Regions from separate parts of the Sus scrofa genome. Here regions 2 and 3 are each linked to region 1. Evidence: chromatin contacts called from public Hi-C and promoter capture Hi-C data. All regions are on one chromosome and are shown on one strand. Each heading gives the region's core, a stretch centred on a gene start, on an enhancer-like site or on the middle of the called end of the contact. The rest is flanking DNA. Distances are from core to core; before and after follow the strand shown. Region 1 overlaps TRIP12 (E3 ubiquitin-protein ligase TRIP12). Region 2 overlaps FBXO36 (F-box only protein 36). Region 3 holds the start of FBXO36 (F-box only protein 36).

Region 1 (3,662 bases), core at 584-3,083:
GTTGATACAGAAGTCACAGTTTTATCATCTTCATTGATGAGTCTTAGCCGATGACTTTGGAAAAGATACCACGAGCCGACGTGATTGGGGAAGCAGGGTTGGAAGGAGTGCTGGCCTCATATATGCTTAGGGCCTCAGGTTGTAAACCAGAATCAACCATATAGTGAGCTGTATTCAACCATATATATTCAACCATATAGTGCTGCTGTTAGGAAGACTTTGTAACTAGCTCGAGAAGAATCCTAGTCCAGAGACGTCAGGACTGAATGGCCTCCATACGTGATTCCCAGGGAAGGCTAAGCAGCCTCTGGGCTCAGAGAACCACCCAGGCAAGCCCCAGGGTTCGGGCTGCAAATGATCCAGCCTCCAGGATGCTGAACGGTTAGGAGCATGGACTCTGGAGCCTGGTGCTGCCACCTGCTCGCTGTGTGAAGTTGGGCATCTTATGTAAACTCAGTGCTGTGCCAGCAAAGGGCGCAATAAGTGTACACTCCCTCATTTCTGTTGTTAGAATGCCTAATTGGGCCAAAGCACAACATTATCTGTCACACAGTATTTTCTATTATGTAAGTGTTACTAGCTTTTGAAAGAAAAAACTTTCAAATAAGAAAAAGTTTCAAATAAGACAAGTTATCAAACTTTTTCATTTTTCGGTGTTTTTGTTTCTAGAGCTTTAATGCTTTTTCTTCCTGTCAGGGAGGGAGACGTTTTCCTCTCCCTTCTAGGTTCTTCTGGCTGGTCTAAGAATGAAATTGACATGAGACAGCTTAACAGGAAAAAATCAGAGACCTAGCAAGTCTCCAAAATAGCCAGAGCCCTCCTCTTAAATACCATCCTCAGCCCAAGACAAAAGACGATGTTGGGGTAGCGGTTTGGGACTTCCAGGGGAGAAAGGCAGTTCTCATGGGGACGGAAGAGCAGATGATCGGTAAATAGGTATTTGCGGGGCCAGGCAGAGAGAGTGGGACACAGGGTGGACTCTGATCTCTAGGCCCTGTTTTCCCCCAGATAGCTCTGTTCCAGGAACAGCCGCTTTCTCTCAGTGCTTTTAGGCAGTTAGGAGTAAGTTTTTTCTTTTTTTCTTTTTTTTTTTTTTTTTTTGTCTTTTTGCCATTTTTTGGGCCGCTCCCGCGGCATATGGAGGTTCCCAGGCTAGGGGTTGAATCGGAGCTGTAGCTGCCGGCCTACGCCAGAGCCATAGCAACATGGGATCCAAGCCACGTCTGCAACCTACACCACAGCTCACGGCAACGCCGGATCCTTAACCCACTGAGCAAGGGCAGGGATCGAACCTGCAACCTCATGGTTCCTAGTCGGATTCGTTAACCACTGCGCCACAACGGGAACTCCAGGAGTAAGTTTTTTCTGAGTCTTACAGGCCTTGGCTTTTTTTCAGCTGGGAATAATCTGCATGCCAAAAAAACAAAAACAAAAAAACACTTGGAGGTGGTGCATTTTGTACCCCTGCATTCCTTTAAAAACAAGTGAACCTATCTTTTCAGTGGAGTGAGCTGGGTAGAATAAAGATCCCTGAAAAAATCAAGTTGACCTACAGGGTTGCTGGCCAGCCCGGGGCAGGGGTGACTTCCCAGAGCAGGTGTGTGCTGGTCCCTCTGCCCTCAAAGACTTGCTGTGATAAAAGTGTATCCAGTGCCAGTTAATATTTTATGTTAAGTCTGTTTTACCTTCAGAAATAAGTATTTGGATGAAAGGGGGTGGGGGGAACAGGTTGATCTGATCTATGACTTCTCCTTAGCCTGGGGTAGGTATGCCGAAAGGAGACAGGCTTAACTGGCTTTAGAGCACCATCTGGTGGACACCAGGTGTTACTGCAGTTTTTTCTTTGCTTCCTCCAGTGCTCAGTGGAGAACAAAAAAGTCTTCCCTGTCATGGAGCTTTGGGGAGGCTGATACACACACACACACACACACACACACGCACGCACGCACGCACTCAGGTACGTGTATGTGTTACGATGTGTGCTGAAGAAAACTAAAGCCAAATAAAAAGAGCCTGCTGGGGAAGGGGATAGGGTGGTGTAAGCAACAGTCCTTATTATCTGGGGCAAAGACTCTCTCTTAGCCAAAGAAAAGAGAAGCAAAAGCCCTGGGGCAGAATTCCCGGCCTGTTGAAGGGTGACAGGGCTAGAAGCGGGAGTCAGGATCCCGTGGGTCTCCTGGACATGCGGGCCGAGCCGAGAACTTGGGCCCTCGCTCCTGTCGGGGAGCCCAGGAGGGGGTGGAGGAGTGGTGTGAGGACGGGGAGGCCGTGAGGCGGGGAGAACGCGCCTGCAGAGAGGCCCCCCGCCCTGGGCCGACAGAGATGCTGCCGTGAGCACTTCAGAAGGTACTTGGAGGGGGCGGGCTCACGGTGTTTAACAGCGGGTTGTCAGGTGGGGCAGAAGGAAGAGAAGGGCCGCGGATGGCTCCGCAGGCTGTGCCAGCGCCAGTGCCAGTGCCAGCTGTGGGATTCCAGCAGACGCCGAGCTGGGTCAGGAAAGCGTCACCAGGTCCAAACAGGTCACTGTCGGGAAAGTGACAGTTAACCATTTGCTAGATGACGCCTAATCTTTTAAGCTCGAGGGGGTGCCTTTTTTTTTTTTTTTTTTTTTAAGGGTAACTGATAATGGCGAAGTAATGCCTGTTACTTGCACGTAACCACCAAGTGGCATGAAACACAGCCTTCCTGACGGGGCAGAGGTTCGATGAAGCTGATACGCTATGGTATTAACAGGTCGTGAGCTGCGGGTCTAATTTACGGTGTGATTGGCAGAACTTGAAGGCATGACCAGGTTGTGAGCACTGCCCAGGGTCACGTGCCTCGCGGAGGAGGGGTTTGCTGCAGGGCTGTGCTGTCCGTCGTCTTTGGAGCTTGTTTAAAACCACCAGTGCCCAGGCTGTAAACCAGACCTAGCAAATGAGAATTTTCCAGACGTGCCCACCCGCTCACATGCCCTGTGGTAAAAGCCTCTGGCGATTCCAGGGCACCATGGGTCTGAAGAAGCCCTGGCACTCTCTCTGGGGCTGAGTCAGCCCTGTGCTTGCCGGTGTGTGTTCAGACCTTCCTTTTTTTGTGTTGTAGTCAACCAGCCTCTGTTGAGTGGCCGCTGTGTGCCCAGGTGCTGTAAAATGTAAGTCCTAGAGAAGGAGCAGAGTCACTGTTTGGGCAGAGGAAGTGGCTGCTCCTGAGGAGAGGACACTCGAGTGGGTTTTAGGGCAGCAGTTCGCCCAACAGAGAACGAGAAAGGGATCCATTTCCACGCGGTGCTGTCTGTGGCCTGAAGGCAAGGGCTCTTAGCAGTATGCAAGCTTCAGCCAGATGACTGAAGGGCGGCGCTAGGGAGTAGGAAGTGGAGGAGGGTTCCCGGGGACCAGGACTGAGGGAGGACAGTCGGGACAGTTTGGGACGTCCCCTCTGATACAGCCCCATAAACAGTTGCCTTAGGGTCTGCATTGCCAAAAGGCTGGCAGGTTTAAAAGCAAACAAACAAACAAACAAAAGCCCAAATTCTGAAATTTCAGTTGTTCTCTTTCGTTCCCCTGCAGGTTGGCACAGGGCTTGGGCCTACACTGGAGTTTTATGCACTTGTATCTCAGGAACTACAGAGAGCTGACCTGGGTCTCTGGAGAGGTGAAGAAGTAACTCTTAGCAATCCAAAAGGT
Region 2 (3,662 bases), core at 669-3,168, 160 kb before region 1:
ATGAGGGAACTCCAGTATTTTTTAATTCAATAAATATTTACCAAATCCCCCACTGTGTGCTCAGCATTGTGCTAAGAGCTGGATTCACAACCACGAGTGATCTGAAAGCAGACTTAGGCTCTTGCAGCCCTGAGTCTACATAGCTTATGTTCATAAAGGCTAATTTCCACTCACCATCCCTTGCTTGCTAGAAAAGAAATTTTCTTTCTCCCATCAGTCTCAATAAGATGCTGAGAAATTGATGTTGCCTTGTTGGCAGTCACGTCAAGAGAGGTTTTCTTCGCGTCTGGTTGCTTATTCAAATGTTCATTTATTTTGGCTTTGAGGGCTCCATGCTGCTGGCTGCCACTATCCAGAATCATGTGGATGCTTAAAATGGAAAACTGGAGGGTAACCTACATTTGACATTATCTCTCAAGCTCTTTTCTCAAACTAATTCCTGAAAAAGGCCAGGTTAAGGGATTCCTGGCAGAGAAGACAGGAGACCTGAGAATAGGATGGATAACTAAGCACAATGGGGAAAACGGTGTTTCAGGTGGAGGGGTAGCGTAAGCCAAGACAGAAGGACCGAGGCCGTGCTGCACGAATTGCAGAGAGGCTGTGTCCTGAGGATAGGTAAATAACCTCCATAAATAAGGTTGCAAAGGCTTAGCTCACAGACACCTTAGCGCACTGACGCCTGGCCACACCCACCTGCATCGTGGCAGTTCTAAGCCCTCGGCTACCTTCCTCTGCCTCCCTACTCCCACCCTGCACTGCAAAATTTCTACTCCTCTTTCACTTCCTTTTCATCTTCTCAATTCCTTGTTTCCTCTTTTACTCTCTCCCCCAAACAATAATAGTCTTGAGGAGTTCCTGTTGTGGCTCAGCCATAATGAACCCGACTAGTATCCATGAGGATGCGGGTTTGATCCCTGGCCCTGCTCACTGGGTTAGGGATCCAGTGTTACCATGAGCTGGGGTATAGGCTGGAAGCTGCAGCTCTGATTCGACCCCTAGGTTGGGAACTTCCATAGGCTGCAGGTGTGGCCCTAAAAAAAAACAAAGCAAACAAAACAAAACAAAATAATCTTGAATGGAAATATCTTAAGGTTTAGAGAGGATATATTGAAGGGAATCCAGGTACACTCGCTCTTGCACACCAAGAAATTCAAGTTGGAGAGAAAAGCGTGACTTAGAGCAGAATCTAAGAGCACAGCCCAGCTAGATCAGAAAGGCCTGGGTGTATTATTCATGACTGCTGGTCTCAAGACACTCAAGAGACAGAAACTCAATCCTGAGTCGTTTAAGTAAGAATGCAATTGCGTTGGGTTATATGACTTGCAAAGACAGTGGTGTGGCTGGCCTCCGGCATGACACGATCCAGGGGTGCAAAATGACAGCACCAGATTAGCAGCTCTTTTTCTTTCTTTCTATCTCTCGCTGTTGTTGGCCTCATTATCTTCCACTGCAGATGTGGGGGACCTGGCGGCCAGAAAGTCTAAGCCTACGACATCCAGTCTGTGGATTCTCAGAGGAAGGAGAAACGAGCCTTCTGTGATTGGGGGTGAACAATCCCAAGAGAATGAGTGTATTGGTCCAGTCTGTGTCACTATCCACACCTGTCCTGGAGGCAGGCGGGTTAATGATTGGCCAGGCCTCGGTCAAGCGCCTGTCCTGGGGATTGGACCCCAGCAGAGGTGGAAGGAGGCAGGAGGGCAGAAAAAAAAATTGGCAATTTGGTTGGAAGAGGGACGTTGTGGCCAAGAGTATTAGGAGACAATTTAAGTAAGAAATGGGACCAGATTGTGTAGATCACTATCCTGTGAGTGCAATGGAACACCAAATATTCTGAAGAGAGAGAGTGAGTGTGTGTGTGTGTGTGTGTGTGTGTGTGCAGCTGATTCTGTCGTTCACAGTTGTTAGGCTCTACAAAGTCCCTGGCAACAATGAATTAGCAAATACCAAATCACTGATTACTGCCCTGGAGGAAACACAGGGCAGGTTCCTACGAGCCTCTGCTCATATTTTCAACTGATCCATATAGAACCTTGTTTTGTGGTGTTTTGATTTTTTTTCTTTCTTTCTCTCTCTTTTTTTTTCTTTAATAGGACAATGGTATATTTATTTACAATTGGACCAAAAAAAGGCATACAGGCATTTTTTAATAAAAAATAATGGTGATGATGATTAATTGATTTTTTTTCTTAAGGGCTGCACCTGTGACATATGGCAGTTCCCAGGCCAGGGGTCGAATTGAAGCTACAGCTGCCAGACTACACCACAGCCATAGCAACTCTGGATCCTTTTTTTTTTTTTTTTTTTTTTTTGTCTGTTTGCTATTTCTTTGGGCCACTCCCGTGGCATATGGAGATTCCCAGGGTAGGTGTAGAATCGAACCTGAAGCCGAGGCCTACACCACAGCCACAGCAACGAGGGACCCAAGTCTCATCTGTGACCTACACCACAGCTCACGGCAACACCAGATCCCCAATTTACTGAGCAGGGGCAGGGATTGAACCTGTGTCCTCAGGGATGCTAGTCAGATTAGTTTCTACTGAGCCATGACGGGAGGAACTCCCAGAACTCCTTTTTCATTGACTTAAAAAGTAATGAGTACTGTTCTACTACTAAATCTCTCCACTTCCAATCAAAACCTCATCAATAATAATAATAGCGATAAGTACATATAGCCCTTAACACAGCTGCTTTTGTTGTCCTTGTTTCCTTCTTTTTTTTTTTTTTTTTCTTTTTAAGGTGAAAGCAAGTTTCACCTCAGTTTATTTAGAGAGATACACATTCCATAGACAGAATGTGGTCCTTCTCAGAAGGGAGAGTGGCCCATCCTTAGCTTGCTTCTCCGTCTTTGGGGTGTCATTAAGACCCATTTTTCAGTTGAACAAGCTGAGGCAGGAGGTAGTGACTTGCCCACAGTTCAACCACTACAAAACGGTGGAGTCTGCTTATAGAATCCATGTGTTCGTGTTCGTTATTTATTTGTTTGTTTTTGTTTATTTATTTATTTATTGGCCATGTCCACAACATGTGGAAATTCCTGGGCCAGGGACTGAACTGCCATAGCAGTGACAACTGCCAGATCCTTAACCAAGAGGCCACCAGGGAACTCCAGAGAATCCATATGTGTAACTACTACGCCAAATTAATAGTACGGGTTACCGTTTACAAACTCTCCTGGACCACACGGCTGTCCTCCTGTCCCCTCTCTGCCCCGTCTCAACAATTCCTCCCACCCTTCTCCCTCCCCCCAGTTTATGGCTTGGCTAAAATTGCTCACTACTCCTCATCTAAAATAGAACAGTAATAAAACATGCTCACCCTCACTTCTGCCTTCAATGATTTTCCTTCAAAAAGCAATGAACTTGACCGTCTAAATCTATTTCAAACTATAGTTTATAAATCCTTAAATCTGTAAAATCCTCCCCCGCGAGCCACTTTTTTGGGCAGCACTCGTGGCATACGGAAGTTCTCAGGCTAGGGGTTGCATCGGAGCTACAGCTGCTGGCCTACACCACAGCCACAGCAACATAGGATCCAAGCGGTGTCTGCGATCTATGCCACAGCTCATGGCAACACCAGATCCTTAACCCACCAAGCAAGGCCGGGGATCAAACCTGCATCCTCATGGATATGAGACAAGTTTTTTTTTTTTTTTTTTTTTTTGG
Region 3 (3,662 bases), core at 716-3,215, 140 kb before region 1:
GAAAAAAAAAATTAAGAATACTTGGGGGGTGTTGCGGCAGGAAAAATTTCATGAAATAGAGTAGTAAGAGGGAAGCATGAGCCCAAGTTAGACTAGGGAGCAAAGTCTGAAGAACATCAACAACAGAAACATTCTTGGGGAAGGAAAACTGATACCAGGAGGACTCCTATGGTTAATTTTCCAAAATAAAAATGTAAAGAAGTACTCAACTTGTTGAGGCTTACAACACTAGAGTACAGTACACTTCTAACACCAGACCCTCAAGAAAAAGAAATACACAAAACCATTTTTAAAGACAAGTTGGGGAAAAGGCTGTAAAATACAAATTAGAACATTTTAACTTACTTCAGGTAGATAAAATAGAAAATAAAGTCGGAATATGTAAACTCTTGCTTTCAATCAGTCACGCTAGAAGTGCAGAACTGCTAAGATCATACATCTTAAAGCAAAAGAAAACAGCCATCCTAAAATGTCCAAAAAAGGTAAATTTTGGCATTTAAGATATTCCAATTCAATGGGCAAAATTTTCTTAAAAAGCGGTTAATTAAATATTTAAGTTTGACAGGCTATTATGCTTATAATGTTATCATGCTTGTAATATTTACAAATCAGATATAAAAATAAAATCTGTCTATTTTAAAAGATGCTTCTGAGGCTATAAAAATTCATTGTCTATTTTATTTACGGGCTCTTGGAAAAACTGGTGAAATATTCAGTACATACACCAAAACATATCTACAAAGTTCCAAATTTAATTTTACAGGAATGCCATCTATTCGAGTGCAAGGTGCACGAATATCTCGGTGACAGGTGTAAGTTCAGGGAGGAATCAGAAACGAGTTCCCCGTGGAGGCCCAGCTCAATGTGATCATTTCATGGGCACAATAAATCATCCACAAAGCCCACCTTAAATACCTAAAGTAGTCATAAAAATAGGTCGATGGTTACTTTAGCGATAACATAATCCCCGGTCTTATTGTTGTGGAGCAGATGTCATTATGGGTGGGGCTGACGCGCAGAGCAGCTGAAACATTTTTGTACCACCCCCCGCACACTTTCAATGGGATAGAAGGGGCTCCAAAAAAGGTAAGGGTAAAGCGCTCGATTAATTCCTACGAGAAATAAGCAAGTTTTGATGCGGCCTTGGTAACAGGTAAACACCACAGTAAGATTTAATGAGATTCCCCAGAATTAAATCCTACCCTGGAAAAGAGATCTTCCCATTCTCCCCTCCCCTGCCGGCTCCTCCTTGGGACACTTGGATGAGTCTTTCTTTCCCTTCTTCCCACGCTGAGGTGAGGCTGCACGCAAGCCGGGGACGCCTGCTTTCCGTTTCGCGCGGAGGGAACTCTGCAGGTAGGAACCCCAGGTGGCAGGAAGGGAGCGGGCGGCGCTGTGAGGAGGCGAAGAAGGCTCGCCGGGTACGAGGCGGGCTGGGGCTGGGAAGGGACACGCTGGCCGCCGGGCCTGCAGGGGAGGCCGCGGTGAGGAGGGTGATCTCCCGGCTCGGAGCTGGGACCTGGCGCTTCCGGCTGGCCACAGTCGCTCTCGGCCTAGCGCGGCTCGCGTTCCAGGCTCCTCTGGGGCGGGCAGAGAGTTAGGAGAGAGGGTAAACCGCGGCTTGCACTTGCCTGGGACCGGGTGATCAGCAACTGGTAATAGTCTTTGCTTGGCGCCGGGCCTTGTCCTACAATTTCGAACAGAGTCTCCGGCAGCCACGACGCCATCTTGGGACGCCACCGCCGTCGCTAAGACAACCAGGAAGGGGCGGGGCCTGGCTGAGGTCAAGGGGCCAGAGCCCTGGTTTAAATCGAACCCTACTTTTGAGCTGGCGAGGTGTTTCTAACTTGGGGTGCTTGACCCCTATTCCAAGGGTGACAGGGAACCCTAAGTCGTGAGATTTCCACCTTTAGGTCCCGGGTGACCCGAAGGGGAATTAGTTCCTGCTACCACCGCGGGGAGGGGTGACCCCGGCGGAGGGATACCAAGCGAAGCTTCACATTCCCCTTCCTGGTCCCTCGAAGGGATCGGGAGGAGATCGCAGGCCACTGGGGAAGTGGAGCCGGGCGGTGGGGGAGGGAGGGGCGATGTGATGAGCGGCGAGTAGGCCCCGGGGCCTGTCCCGCGGAGGAGCCCGTCAGCTGGAGCCGAGGGATAAAGTAGTTCCCGGAGGGTGTTGGAACGGGCGGGGAGGGAGGCGGCGCGGGCGGAGGCGCACGCCGGGCGCGGTGCTGCGGCTCAGCTGATAATTGAAGGGACCCGAGGAGCCGCCGCCGCCGCCGCCGCCGCCGCTGGGGGGGGGTGGGGGCAGCGAGTGGAAGTTACAGCCGCGCCACCGAGTCCGGACCGGAGACTTTGGGGCCCAACTAGGTAATTGGGGCGCAGTTCCGAGCAACGGGGCCAGGCCTGGGGGGAGGGGGCTGTGCTGAGGGGTTGGGGGGCGGCGGTGGGGGGGTGGGATCTGGAACAGAAAGTCCCAGGAAGCCCGCTTGTGTCATCGCCGCAATTCGGCCCCCGCTCGGCCTGTTCCCGGCGGCGGCGGCGGCGGCAGCGGGGCCGCGGAAGGACCGGGCCGGGGGTTGCGGGATAGGCGCTCGAGGGAGACCGCGGCTGGAGGGACCCGGGCCGGGCGGGAGCGGAGGGTCGCTGGGTCCCCCCCTCCGGACCCCCGCAATGAGGAGGGCCCTTTACGGAACCCGGGTAAGGCGTGCGGGTCTTGGGGAACCCGGCGGGGGTCGGGGGGGCCGGAAGTGGGCTTTGGAGCTTGGAGGGCGTCTAGGAAGAGAGAAAGTGGGGGGCCGGAAGTGCAGGTGGGGGGTGTGAAGACGGCAAGGGTTCCCCGGAAATGGGATGGGGGGCCCGGAAACCGGGAGAGGGGAGGCTCCAGGGCCAGGGACGGCCCGGAAATGGAAACTAGGGAGCAGCTCGAGTGACAACAGTTGTGGGAAGCGAGGGTCAGAGGAGGGAGAGGCCGGAGTGACTTTAGACCGCAGTAAGGGGTTTCCTGCCAAGGGGGACGGTTGAGGGCGGGCGAGGCTGGAGACGGGGTCTGCCCTGGGCAGTTTCAGCCGTGAGAAGTTGAGGCTGGGGGACGATGACGCCGGGAGTGGCATGCAGAGGGGGCATGAAAGAGGCCGAGAAACTTGGCCGAGAGGAGCAGAGCATCCTTCTAAGTAGATCGGCGTGGAAGTTGGGGGGAGGGGGTTCGGACCCGTGGGAGGGAGGTGGGCCACTTGTCACTCCAATCGTATTAGCATTCAAAGCGAGTCAGGCGATTAATTTATTTATATGTGGATTACATAAAACCTATTATAACGACTGTCCATTCAGGGACCCTCTCTCCTCCATCCTTCTCCATCGTGAGTGGGTTTCTAGTACTGAAGCAAGTTAGAAGGGAGTTCAGATAACGATGGTGATAGAATCCCCAGCCCTGCCCTTCCTTCGTGTCGCTGCCTTCTTCAGAATTAGAGTAATCTTTAATTTGCTGGAGGAAGAAAAGATTTAAAAACACATGCACATCGAGCGGGGGGCGGGGGGAGCGGTTGGGTGTGTTGGGGATAACTTAGACTTTTGAACTCCTGCTGGGGGACGGGAGGGAATTGGTTACCCCGTGTGGCGAGGAGAGAACGGAAGGGGCTGGTCCTAAACCCTTAAGACAGATT

What was found. Promoter capture Hi-C pulls out the DNA fragments that hold promoters and counts their contacts. Hi-C and Micro-C count contacts between places; a contact is called where the count stands out from the background.
Region 2: a Hi-C map of liver shows a contact between it and region 1, with 1.7 times the contacts expected there. The contact joins two enhancer-like sites. A contact is called at or near these places in 4 of 47 Hi-C or Micro-C datasets (liver, psoas muscle and skeletal muscle).
Region 3: a contact with region 1 is called in a promoter capture Hi-C map of liver, with 10 times the contacts expected there. The contact joins the promoter of FBXO36 here to the enhancer-like site in region 1. A contact is called at or near these places in 2 of 5 promoter capture datasets (fetal liver and liver), 5 of 47 Hi-C or Micro-C datasets (alveolar macrophages, embryonic fibroblasts, liver and 1 more) and 2 of 2 datasets of contacts at active chromatin or transcription factors (alveolar macrophages and skeletal muscle).

Annotation. Positions count from the first base shown.
Region 1 is chr15:130,796,057-130,799,718 of Sscrofa11.1, reverse strand. TRIP12 (E3 ubiquitin-protein ligase TRIP12) reads left to right here. Exons shown (of 42, transcript XM_021075059.1): 35 at 3,546-3,660. Among named protein-coding and RNA genes, the nearest start is that of DNER, 44 kb to the right of the region's middle. Within about 2 kb of position 1,833, at least 6 of the 83 cell types and tissues checked have an H3K27ac peak or open chromatin away from gene starts, as enhancers often do. A contact at or near this core is called in alveolar macrophages, fetal liver and liver, where this site is marked.
Region 2 is chr15:130,961,002-130,964,663 of Sscrofa11.1, reverse strand. The region is part of intron 1 of FBXO36 (F-box only protein 36); the gene reads right to left. Among named protein-coding and RNA genes, the nearest start is that of TRIP12, 22 kb to the right of the region's middle. Within about 2 kb of position 1,918, at least 4 of the 83 cell types and tissues checked have an H3K27ac peak or open chromatin away from gene starts, as enhancers often do. A contact at or near this core is called in liver, where this site is marked.
Region 3 is chr15:130,938,168-130,941,829 of Sscrofa11.1, reverse strand. FBXO36 (F-box only protein 36) reads right to left here and starts at 1,965. Exons shown (of 4, transcript XM_021075100.1): 1 at 1,632-1,965. The coding sequence starts at 1,727. It overlaps TRIP12 (E3 ubiquitin-protein ligase TRIP12), which reads left to right and starts at 1,333. Exons shown (of 42, transcript XM_021075059.1): 1 at 1,333-1,356.